2 separate regions of the Rattus norvegicus genome follow, and region 1 is linked to region 2. The links are chromatin contacts, called in public Hi-C maps. All regions are on one chromosome and are shown on one strand. The core of a region is the stretch at or near the end of the contact, and the rest is flanking DNA. Distances in the headings are between cores, read along the strand shown.

Region 1 (5,451 bases), core at 2,643-5,142, 160 kb after region 2:
GACCCTTTTAAACTGAAGTTTACTACCCATAACTCAGCATGGTTCCTTGATCAGAGATACAAGTGACTACTGCCCTAAGTTCAGTAGCTTTGCGGCCATCTTGCTTTTGCTTTTCCATCACTGTCCCCTCCACCATAAATAAGCATTATGCTCTACTAAGGTGTACAAGTGTGTGCTCAAAAATAGGAGATAACTTTCTTCTCTGGCTAATTTAACTTTTAAAAATGTTTTTAATTTTTTTCTAGCCCTAAATAGGCCGTGTGATTTAATGAAAGTATGTAAGATAGTCCATTGATCCACTCTGACCTAGGAACATGACTACAGGACTCAGGAAAACTGCAACCTGCTGCATTTTGGCGGCGGCGGTGGGGGGGTCTTTCCTTCCATATACTAAAGTTTAAATCATGCGGACACTTTTGATGTTAGGTTCCCATTCTGTGGGGGAAAAGTCCATCTCAGAAAATGTCTCAGTCACCAGAATCTCTCGAATTTGGCATGACTCAAAGTATGGGAATTCCATAAAATGCCATTTGTCTTGATATCTGGGGATCTGAGATGTTTTTAAGACACTGAGGCAAAGATAGCAAGTAGACTAATTGGACCTTTGTATGAGGGTGAGATGGCTTAGGGAAACAGAGGGGGTGAAGGAGGGTTGCAGGACCAGGACAAGTGGAAAGAGCCAAGGAACAGAAGGACCAGTGATGCAGAGAAAAAGGCTCCTTACCCCCATCCTCATGCTGGCTTCAAGGGGGAATGGAGCAGATGTGGCCCTTACATGGGACTTACTCATGGTGCTGGGGGTGGGGTAGGGATGGAGGAGGAAAGGCAAGAAAACCAAACAGCTACCTGACTACATGTTGGAGAAATAAGAGTAAATGTTGAAGTGGATCAGCCAGTCTGTGCTGGGATGCCAGTGAGGGGCAGGCGCCCTGGGCTGCGTAACTACAGGTTCTGTGGTAGCGTCTCAGCTCCTGGTGTCGAGAAGTGCTGGCGGTGAGGGAATTCCCTCTACCTGCTGCCTGCTTGCCCACTGCCAGGTCTTCCCTCCCCAGCTGCTTTCTCAGGACGTTTAGGAACAGAATGACTATGGGCCTTGGCCACTGAGTGTCTTCCAAAGAACTCATAACAGCTGAAGAATCCACTCAGAGCAACAAAAGACTATGATAGGCAGGGCGAGCCATCGCAGGCCCGAGCCCAGGTGTAGGCAGATGGGCGTACTTGGCGCTCTCTGGGCACCTGAGGCGGTGCAAAGCATTGTGAAAGCTTGGTTAACACTCTCGAAACTGTGTTAGTGGGTCTCACTTCTTTCCTGGGAGGGCTTAAGCAACGTAAGGACTACTGTGATATGTAACCACCCTTCTACCAACACCAACTACCCTGAACTCTCCAAGATCTCTCCGAACCATCGTAGATTTCAGCAGCTCACCTGGCTGCTGAAGGCAGCCCCTGCCAGGGCTGTTTCAAGCAGTTTGTGTCTGACTTTCTATAACCGCAATCCTAGATGAACCACTTCCTCCTTGGCCAAAGAGACAGAACTTCCCAGAGCGAAGGGACGGTGGTGATTGGTGCCAAGGAGCAAGGCTGTGATTGGTCCAAAACACAAGCATTAATGACTGCGATTGGTGCTAAAGGGAGGGTTGATCCAAGCAAGTGGCAGTGATTGGTCCAAACACCCCTCAAGAGACATTCTCCCATGCTACCTGCTTGCAACATGAGGCCCAGTAAAGGATAGGAACTCGTTGGCTCGCCCCTCCCTCCTTTCTCCACCCTTCCTTCTCTTCTTTCCCCTACTTTCTTATGCAGGGCGAGCTGGTAACAGACCCGGTAGATGGGGCAGCTGTAGACTTGATAGCCTATAAAGAGGTAGACTCAGCAGCTGGGACCATTACTGCCCAGTTTTTAAGCCCCATCACTCTGCTTCCACACAGATTAGCTTTCATTCATTAGTAGCCACTGCTTAACAGCTGAAACTCCTGCAGAAGGTGGCTCTCCTGCTGTGTATCCCGCCTGTCCACTGGGGGCGCTGTCTGCTTGCATGGATCCTACTGGACGGCCAACAATCCGGCTAGCAGCAGATGCTGATGCCCAGTTCCTAAACACTCAGCTGGCTGTTCCAACACCCATGAGTAATAAGTGCCCGGCTCTCATGCACTGCCCCAGGGAGGCCAACTTCTCAGCTAATCCAGATAGCAGGTACAGAAGGGGTCAGGCAGCCTTGCTAATAACAATTCCAGAGCAACCAAGAGAGAGCAGAACACTAATAAAAGGCTCTGAGGAGCCAGATAGGAGACCGTGCAGGCCTTGCTCGCCAGCAGAGCTCCAGAGAGCTGGCCACAATAACACTGGCCACTGCCAGGAGTCCAGGTTCAGATACTGAGGCCAGCAAAGGAGCTACAACGTTTGTAACGTCCAAGCCAACAGGGACTGTTAAGAATAGAGAGTGCCACCTACTAATGCTGACTGCCCCACTCCATCAGACCAGCATTAACAGCCATCTCCTGTCAGACCAGCATTAACAACCATCTCCTTGCTCAGCCTGGATTTCATCCAGGTACAGCGAGTAGAGCTCTCATCCTGCTGATTATTGGCACTTGGACTCTTCCCCGGACCTGGAGCCCACACAAAGTGGTACATGGTGGACCCTTGAGGGGACCAAGCCCTTGGCTAAAGCAAAAATTACCCAGCCAATGTAGGGTATATCTTAGCCATGCCAAGCCAACACCAATGCAAAGCCAAGCAGTGGTTGCCAAGGTGATTTTTATGCTCAGAGCACGAATCGCTCAGATGGTCACACTTACTGGGGCCCAAGCTGTCTGGATACAGCCTAACGGGTTGGTTAGTTGTCTGAAACTAACCCCAGACTAAATCTTGATATTGATTCAGCAAGTTCTTAGGAAGTGTGGTCTGGTGTACTGCAGTCCCGTCTAACTGGGCACACGGGCAGCAAGCCTTCAAGGCAATAGGGCTTGTGCAATGTGGCAAAGCTTCTGTGAGTTCAAGGCCCTCCCCAACCTATTCGGACCCAGTGCAAACCATCATTCCTCCACCCTGCATATATCTGTCCTCATTAACAGCTGCGCTGTCCTCTTCCTGCCTCTGACCACACACCCAGTAAGTACCTCAGCTTCCCTCAAACCTGCCATGTCTACTGAACTCCCACCTGTCTTTCAGGGTGCAAAGCAAATGCCACCTCCTCTTTGAAGCCCCTGCCCCACACCTTCTCCAAGAAGCTGCTCCTTTCTCTGCACCTCCACTCTCCCCCCCACCTCCTATGAGTGAGTGATAAACAGCGGCAGGCACCAAGGCCCCGCCAGCCAGGAACTTAGAGAGCAGGCTTTGAAGTGAGCCCAATCTTAGAACACAAAACACAAGATCGAGTGACCTGCGTGCGGGCACACAGCCCATCACTGGCCAAGCCAGGCCCTCTGACACCAAGCGAGTACTCTGGACCACTGTGCTGAGCTGCTAACTCCAGGGCCCATTACACTCAAGACTGTCCCATCCATTGCGGGGGGGGGGGGGGGGGTGGGGTGGGGGTGGGGGTGGGGAGACAGCCAGGATCGTATTTTAGCCACTTCCACAGCTCCTAGCACCTGACTCATGAGTATATGCCAGGTCCTGCCTGCCAGACACTACAGCAGGAGGATTGAAAGAAAACTACTAGCCCAGGAGAACCCTTCTCTCACTACATGCTAGTCCCCTTTCTGCCCATGATTTCTAATCTCTTCACAGCAGGCCTGTCCACCGTGCCTGGTATTGCTCTTTGAAGGTAGGCTTTTAACAGAGCTACTTCTATTGTGTCCGTCTGGTTAAGAATCCCACTGCCAGGTTTATCCTGTACAGCTCTGAGCCCACTGCTACCACAAAGGCTACATTCCTGAGGAATGAGAACGACTTTGCAGAGAAAGAAAGGGGGCAGGATTTAGACAGCACCAGACTTGCAGAGGGACCCTGGCTGGCCATACAGTTCCCAGAGGCAGCTGGGATATCTGGAGGAGGAAGAAGCCTTGAAGAGGGAGATCTTTGAAGGCACAGCTGGCTGCACACCAGTCCTGGAGCTGGCAGTCTGCCTTGACCAGCTCAGACCAGCCAGAATGTCACTGGGAAGGTCAACAAATCAGAGGGTTTTGTTGTTTAAAGCTTTCAGAGTTGGGTTCTAATCAGTACATGAGACATCATTTAAGCCAACACTTAACCTGGTCTAAAAACACTGACTTGGAAGCTGCTTGAAAGGACAGTTGGGTGGGGGACAGCTGTGGCCGGGGAGTGTTGGGATGGAGACATCCCTGGTCTGATACTTTGCCATCTCTCTACGGCTGATGTGCTTGTGAGTTTTCCGATCTCTGGCAAATACACACTAAGCATGTATCGGCAACAACGTTTCAAGTGGCATTTAAAAGTGCACAGGATAGGGTCGGGTCTACATAACTCTGACACTAAGGAGATAAGAGACAGAGGGAGCGGGCATGGCCAAATCCCTTAGGACTGCTCTTCGGCCTGCTGGAGAGACAGAGTCAAGGACCATCGAAGCTGCCCCTAGACAGACAGGGCACTCTGATCCTAAAAAGGGAAAGCGCAGGGAGGGGTATGGATGTCCTGCATGGCAGGGGCTCTAGTGTGGGAGGAAGATGGCTGTGAGGAGTGGACATGGTCAGCTGGTAGAGAAAAGCTAGAGCAGGGTTCATGCTGGACAGTGGTGAGAGGAACAGAGCCAAGAGCCCAGACAAGTTTCCAAGCACAGTCCAAGCAACTTGTCTTAGTCCAGGCTTCCACTGGGAAAGTTGACACTCTGACGTGTGTGTGTGTGTGTGTGTGTGTGTGTGTGTGTGTGTGTGTGTAAGTATGTGGGGGTGGCAGTGTGTGTATGTATTTGCCTTAACTGAGATTCATTATATAGTCTTAAAATCTACATGTGAATGTCTGGGATAGGGAAATGTTTGTTCTGCGTCTATCATACCTTCAAACACACACCATTTCCCTCTCACCACATGCCTTTCGTTAACCACCTACATGATTCTGAGTTCCTGGCTCCAGCTACAGAGGCAATGCGGAACCACTGGAAGGATTCAGAATGAGAGAAATGGAGTTTTAGAACAGTCGTTCCCATAGGAGGTTCCCAGGTAGAATTACAGGAAGCCCAAGGACAGTTGAATTCCTTACGAGTGATTTTTTAAAAAATATAAGTAAGTATGGGTCATACAATACCCCCCTCAGAGTCTTAATTTAAAGGAGCATCTATTTTCTCCCTTTGCCAAATCTGGCAATCTTGCCCACATAGGATACGGCGAACAGGAATAAATGAAGGAAGAAGTCCAATGGAGAGGCGTTGAGAGAGCTGCAGAGCCATGAGGTGACTCTGTCCTCTGTGAAGCAGGTAGGCAGGATGCTGTGAGCAGTTCTGCAAGATGAACAGTTAGAGCAAGCAGATGACTAGGGTTCCATGGCACGGGC
Region 2 (5,574 bases), core at 2,921-5,420:
AAGCAGACAGGCAGCATGGCTGCATTCATGTCTTTGATCTTGACTATGGCTATACTGTGACTAGATGTCCTGAACTCTTGCTTCTGTGACTTCTCTACAAGAGTGACTGTAGACTAGAATTGTAAGTCATATAAACCCTTTCCCTCCATACTTTGTTCTTTGTGAGGGGATTTTATCCTAGCAACAGACACAAAACTACAACAGGTTGACAAAGTTTTGACTACATAGTGATTTATGGATTTGTTTCTATTTTCATTTTAAACACAGATTCCCCAGGCCTCTCTCCTCCATACACTCTGGATGGACACCTGTAACTGAGCTCTAGACTTTGCAGGAATGGTTTACAATTTCTAACCTATATGCTAGCTTGATATAGAAATCAATAGAAAAGGAAAGAAATTCAAGCCTTCTCACAATTAGAGTCAGATAATTTTTAAAATATAGTTATATTTGATAGTTGGGATTTTAAATAAAATTTCCAAAGCAAACAACTCAGAGGCACCGTAACAAGAGAGCCAAGGTAGAAGAAACAAGTTAGGCCTCAGGAAGAAAATACCCAGCTAAGCAATTTCCAGCTGACACCATGCCTTCTACTAGGCAACAAGAATTTACTGAGAGGTAGCCATGTTCCACACAGAATGCTTGGGAGCCTAGACAACACAGGCCAGAAAGGCAGAGAAATGGCCCCATGCAACCAAGATTTATACTAAAATCTCTAAACAGCTACCAGGGAGTTTTCATAAGTCTGGAGCTTCTGTCTGGTTCTAAAAATACACAGAATGAGCAGTGATATTTCTCAGGGAAACAAAAGAAAACAGTTTTGTCTTAGCCTATCATGGAGCCTGGCCATTGAAAACAGAACATACAGAATGGTGTAAAAAGGCTCCATTTCATCAGGAATATATGTACAGCTCACAGTCCTATTGAGAACTGGCCTCCAGCATCATCTCCCACAGCCGAAGCCACCCTGTGGTCCAAGCTGCACTGACTTGGTCACCTTTCTCAAATGAGCAGCACAGGCTAACTGTCTTAGTAGGGTTTCTACTGCTGGGATAAAACACTGACCACACCAGCTTTAGAGGAATGGGTTTATTTAATCTTATGCTTACAGTAACTGTCCTTCACTGGGGGAAGTCAAGAACTCAAGTAGGATCTCGGATGCAGGAACTGAAGCAGAAATCAAAGGAGGAATGATGCTTACTGGCTTGCTCTTCATGAGTCCATCAGACTACCTTCTTGTAGAACTTAGCACCATCCACCCAGGGGCGGTACCATCCACAGTGGGCTAGACCCTCCAACATCCATCTTTCGTTGAGAAGATACCCTGGCAGACTTTCCTACAGGCCAATCATCTTCCTGGATGACCTGAGCTTGTGTAATGCTGACAAAACCCAGCCAGCACACTGACCCACGCTCCTGTGCTTACAATGCTTTACCTGGTCCTACTGAACAAACAAAGCTCCCAGCCCAATTGTAGCCCACTGTGGGTGTTGCTATGACTTTCCCAGGCACAGTAAGCTCATTCTTTACCCCTTTCTCCACCCCTATACCTGCTTCAAGTCAATGATGTAAAATATTAAATTCCGATGTGATAATTTACGTATACTATCTCTCAGACTATTACTTCTCAGGATTGAATTGTGTATTCAGACAAATGCTGTGTTGGGCAGTCACTTATTTATAATTTCTTTTCTGAGCACTGATTCTCATTTTATAGATGAGAAAACTATCCCTCTGGTGTTCAGATAAATTCCCCAAAGTTGTGTAATGAGCAAGCAGGAAACGGTACTTCTAAGGTCAACGTCATGGTCTCTTCCAGTATACCACAGTGCCTTTTGCTTGGCTTTGTTTCTTTGTTCAGAGATCTGGGCACTCAATAAAGGAATAAAAGTCGAACGGTAAGTGCTTTGAGAGCAGGACCTCATCTAGAATTGAGAGCAGAATCCATTCCTGTAGCTAGTTTAAGGCCTGTACCCTTTAAGTAGTCCATAAACGTTTGAACAAGGTAGTTTAACATGCGTGCAAATGGATTCCATGGTACACCTGCCGTGGCAGCATGACTGTAACTGTACCTACGAGAAGAGCAGCTCTGCACCAACTATATAAAGAAGCCGTCCTCCATGCTAACATGTATGCTACCCACAGCCTAACCCAATGGGGAAGCCATTCTAGATGTGTACACACAGGTTTTAGCCATCCAGTCCTGGCAGGCCTGTGCAAATGTAGTGCCACAAACAGTATCTGAATTCTGGTCCTCAGGAACCTTAGCCACTAAGCCATCTCTCCAGCCAGAAGGTCCCTTGTGATGGTTAATCTTGCCATCATGGAGAGCCTCTGGAATCCCGTATAAGGCAAACCTCTGAATACGTCTGTCGACGGAGTTTCCAGAGAAATTTAACTGAGAAGTCCCACCTTGAAAATGGGAGGCGTCTGGAGTCTCAGGCTGTGTAGGAAAGCAAGCTTGGCGCCCAAGTTCTCTCTGATCTCTGGCTGTAGGCACATTAGGTCCAGCCCCGTCCCTCACACTCCTGAGGGACACTTCCCAGCATGCTTTCTCTGCCAGGATGAACCAAAGGAAACTCTCCCTTCCTTAAGTTGCTTCTGCTGGGATTTTGTCAGAGCCATAGGAAAGTGAATGTTTCCCCACAGTGACGTAGCAGCACGAGCTGGAGAAGCAACCTGCGCTCCATAGCCTAATCACAAACAAACCTGCATCCAGTTTACCGACTAACTGCAAAAATCAGGTTGTCTTAGGTGCCTCATCACTCTATTATTTTATAAGATTTTACTTCTACCCATTATCTCCTTATTTGATTGGAAGTGTTAAAGGGCCACTTTAGGACAAGTATGTCAAGTAACATTGACCGTGAAGAGTTCAAGCCTTCAGGGCCTGGGTCAGGAGAGAGAATGGTCCCCGAGGGTGTGGTAGGCCCTGGGAGGAAGAAGACACCGAGAAGCAGTTTGCACAGCCTGCTCATGGAATGCTTGCATTTCAAATTGCTAATACCGTGACTCAGGGGGAAGGAATTGCAGGGTAAGAAGGTTTCCAACCTACCCAGCTTACATTGCCATCTTTTCTTTAGACTCTGCCAAATTGAAATGTAAACAGTGCCTTAACTTGCTGGAGTCTTCAGGGGAGAGGACGATCCATGTGGAGCCTCTTGGTCTCTGGGTTTGTCCGTGTTTATGGGCGCTACTTTTCCAAATAGCTGCTGTATTTGTCTGCAAGACAAATAAATGAAAGCAAGGAGCATTTTGCCTGCGGGCTGGTGAGCATGGCCTCATGGGGACATGGTTTCCAGAGCCTTCTGGCAGTAACCTGTCTGAAAACAGCAGAGAGAACAGCAAAATTTTTGGCCACACTTCTTGATTTTTCCATTGGCTCTGCACATCTGGCACTTCTCCCCGCCACCAATTCCCAACAATCGTCCATTGGAGAAGTCGTCCTCTTAGGATGCCAGTGCCCCATTGAGGCTGGGGAGAGTGGGAGCCAAGCTCACAAGATGGCCAGGCTCCACCTCTCCAAGTCCGTCTTCCATAGCCCCAGAAAGGGACTCCCACTGTTTCTGGAGCAAAAGAAGACAGTAGCAGACATGGACACCATGATGAGAGAACAAAGCCAACAGTGCTGTGAGGAAAAATCCCACCAAAGACATGAGGAAAACCGGGAGAAGGGCAGGAGGAGAAGTTGGGAGATGAGACCGGCATTAATGCCAATATTGAGAGGTAACAAAAGACGGCTCCTCTGTTCTCAGAGAGCTTTAACATGCACCATTTCAGTGCCTACTCACAGCGCCCAGGATGGGTGTCAGAAGTGCCTTTTCCTAACAATGGCATTTCAGGGAGATCAGCTTCCTGGCTACACAACAACTGACTAGAGCTTTTAAACCAGAACTTTGTGCCTCCTTCCCCAACCCTGGGCTCAAACAAGGGACAGGCTGCCTCATGCAAACGTGCACTGGTGACTTAACACACACGGGCAGCTCTGCTGTTATTCAGGGGAGGGGACAACCTTGTGAAAAGGAGTCGGGATTCTCAACTGCAGGGAAGAAACCGGCTGGGCGAAGCTCGGGCAAGTTGCTTCGGGTCACGGGTCACGTAGCTAGAAGAAGCAGAGCTGGAATTTGATCTCCAGTCTGCCTGACGCCAAAGAGCAGAGCAAGACCAGCCCTGCAGTCCTGGCAGCAGTCTGTGTCTGCTGCCCTGGTCCTGTGAGGGATGGAAAATACCCTGCCCAAGCCAAGTGCCCTGCGCTGGATCCCAACAACACCACCTCCCAGCTTTGTGACCTTGTCCAAGTCAGGTTACCTCTCTGATCCATAAAAGGAAGAAGCCAGAATTAAAACCTAGATCAAAAGTCAACTCGTGTACACACAATGTTTGTGCATATTTGGATCTTTGCATAGGAATGGAGTTACAAAAGAGACAGGGAAGTGCCACCCACAGACAGGGCAGAGCAATACACATGAGGCCTGTGGGAAGTTGCCCTTTTGAATAGCAGATGTTAACAGAAATGAATCCGATCCCCTGTCCCGGGTACCCACCCCCCAACCCTGCCCTCAATGGTGCTGCCCTGGAGGGAAGGCAGCTGCTGATCCCTAGACAATGTCTCCTAAAATAGGTGCTTAGCATCAGAGTAAGGACTCAGGTTTTGCTCCCCCAGAGAACACGGGATGACAGACCTGGCTGTGCACTAGATAGACACAAGCTCCCTTCCTAGGAGCCACCACTTCCTCTCTCCCTTAGAGACCCTTGTTCATATCCCCATCCCCATACCTACTTGTTTTCCCTACAGATATCGTCAAGGGTCAGATTCTTTCAAAGTTACTGAGTACACCAAGGATAATTAACTTATTTAACACAGTGTCTGCTGAGAACCTACTGTGTGCCAAGGCAATAGAGGATAGAAGGGCAGGTGTGTGGTGCTCTCTAAGACCCTGAAGAGAGGAGGATCGCAGAGCCTGGAGACTTGCTTTCCCCCTCCTGTGGGTCCTCTCTGCTAAGAGACAAACAATCCTTCCCCATGTTTGCTTATTTTACATCAGGACTGACTGACTTCCTGGCCTTGCTCTAGTCCTCAACATTTTCCATTTTCCTGAAGTCTAAATTAAATCCTTTGGAAGACTGCATCTTTGTCTTACCTCATTTTAGGAAAGAAAATACCAGAGAATTCCCAAGTCACTGCCATTAATCACCTCCCTCTCCTAAGTAGTTACAGGTAACAAGGCAGCGAGCGGCAGCAGCAGCAGCAACACACAATGACATCACACCTCTCTGCGAGACAGCACTACCAATCTTTCATTTGGGCAACTCTGTTCTTCTGGTCTTCCACTTCCTTGGATAAATCTAAAATAGCAAACTGGAGATCAATGGTGGGGCTTTCTTCCAGAAAAAGCTTTCTAAAGTCAAATTTTAATACTGTATGGGGCATGAAGCTCAGAAGTGTGCTGGGAATTTCACAGCCACAAAATGGCTTCCTAGGAGTGTGTCATGGTCTGTATTCAACACTAAGTCTTCAGACCCAGTTGAATGCAGACAGATTCAACATTAAGCCTTCAGAGCCAATCAAATACA

The links. Hi-C and Micro-C count contacts between places; a contact is called where the count stands out from the background.
Region 1: a Hi-C map of the A7r5 cell line shows a contact between it and region 2, with 2.3 times the contacts expected there. The contact joins two enhancer-like sites. A contact is called at or near these places in 2 of 12 Hi-C or Micro-C datasets (the A7r5 cell line and the Rat2 cell line).

The regions. Positions count from the first base shown.
Region 1 is chr8:19,471,764-19,477,214 of GRCr8, forward strand. No RefSeq gene overlaps it. Among named protein-coding and RNA genes, the nearest start is that of Endod1, 46 kb to the right of the region's middle. Within about 2 kb of position 3,893, at least 9 of the 93 cell types and tissues checked have an H3K27ac peak or open chromatin away from gene starts, as enhancers often do. A contact at or near this core is called in the A7r5 cell line, where this site is marked.
Region 2 is chr8:19,312,196-19,317,769 of GRCr8, forward strand. No RefSeq gene overlaps it. Among named protein-coding and RNA genes, the nearest start is that of Sesn3, 100 kb to the right of the region's middle. Within about 2 kb of position 4,171, at least 15 of the 93 cell types and tissues checked have an H3K27ac peak or open chromatin away from gene starts, as enhancers often do. A contact at or near this core is called in the A7r5 cell line, where this site is marked.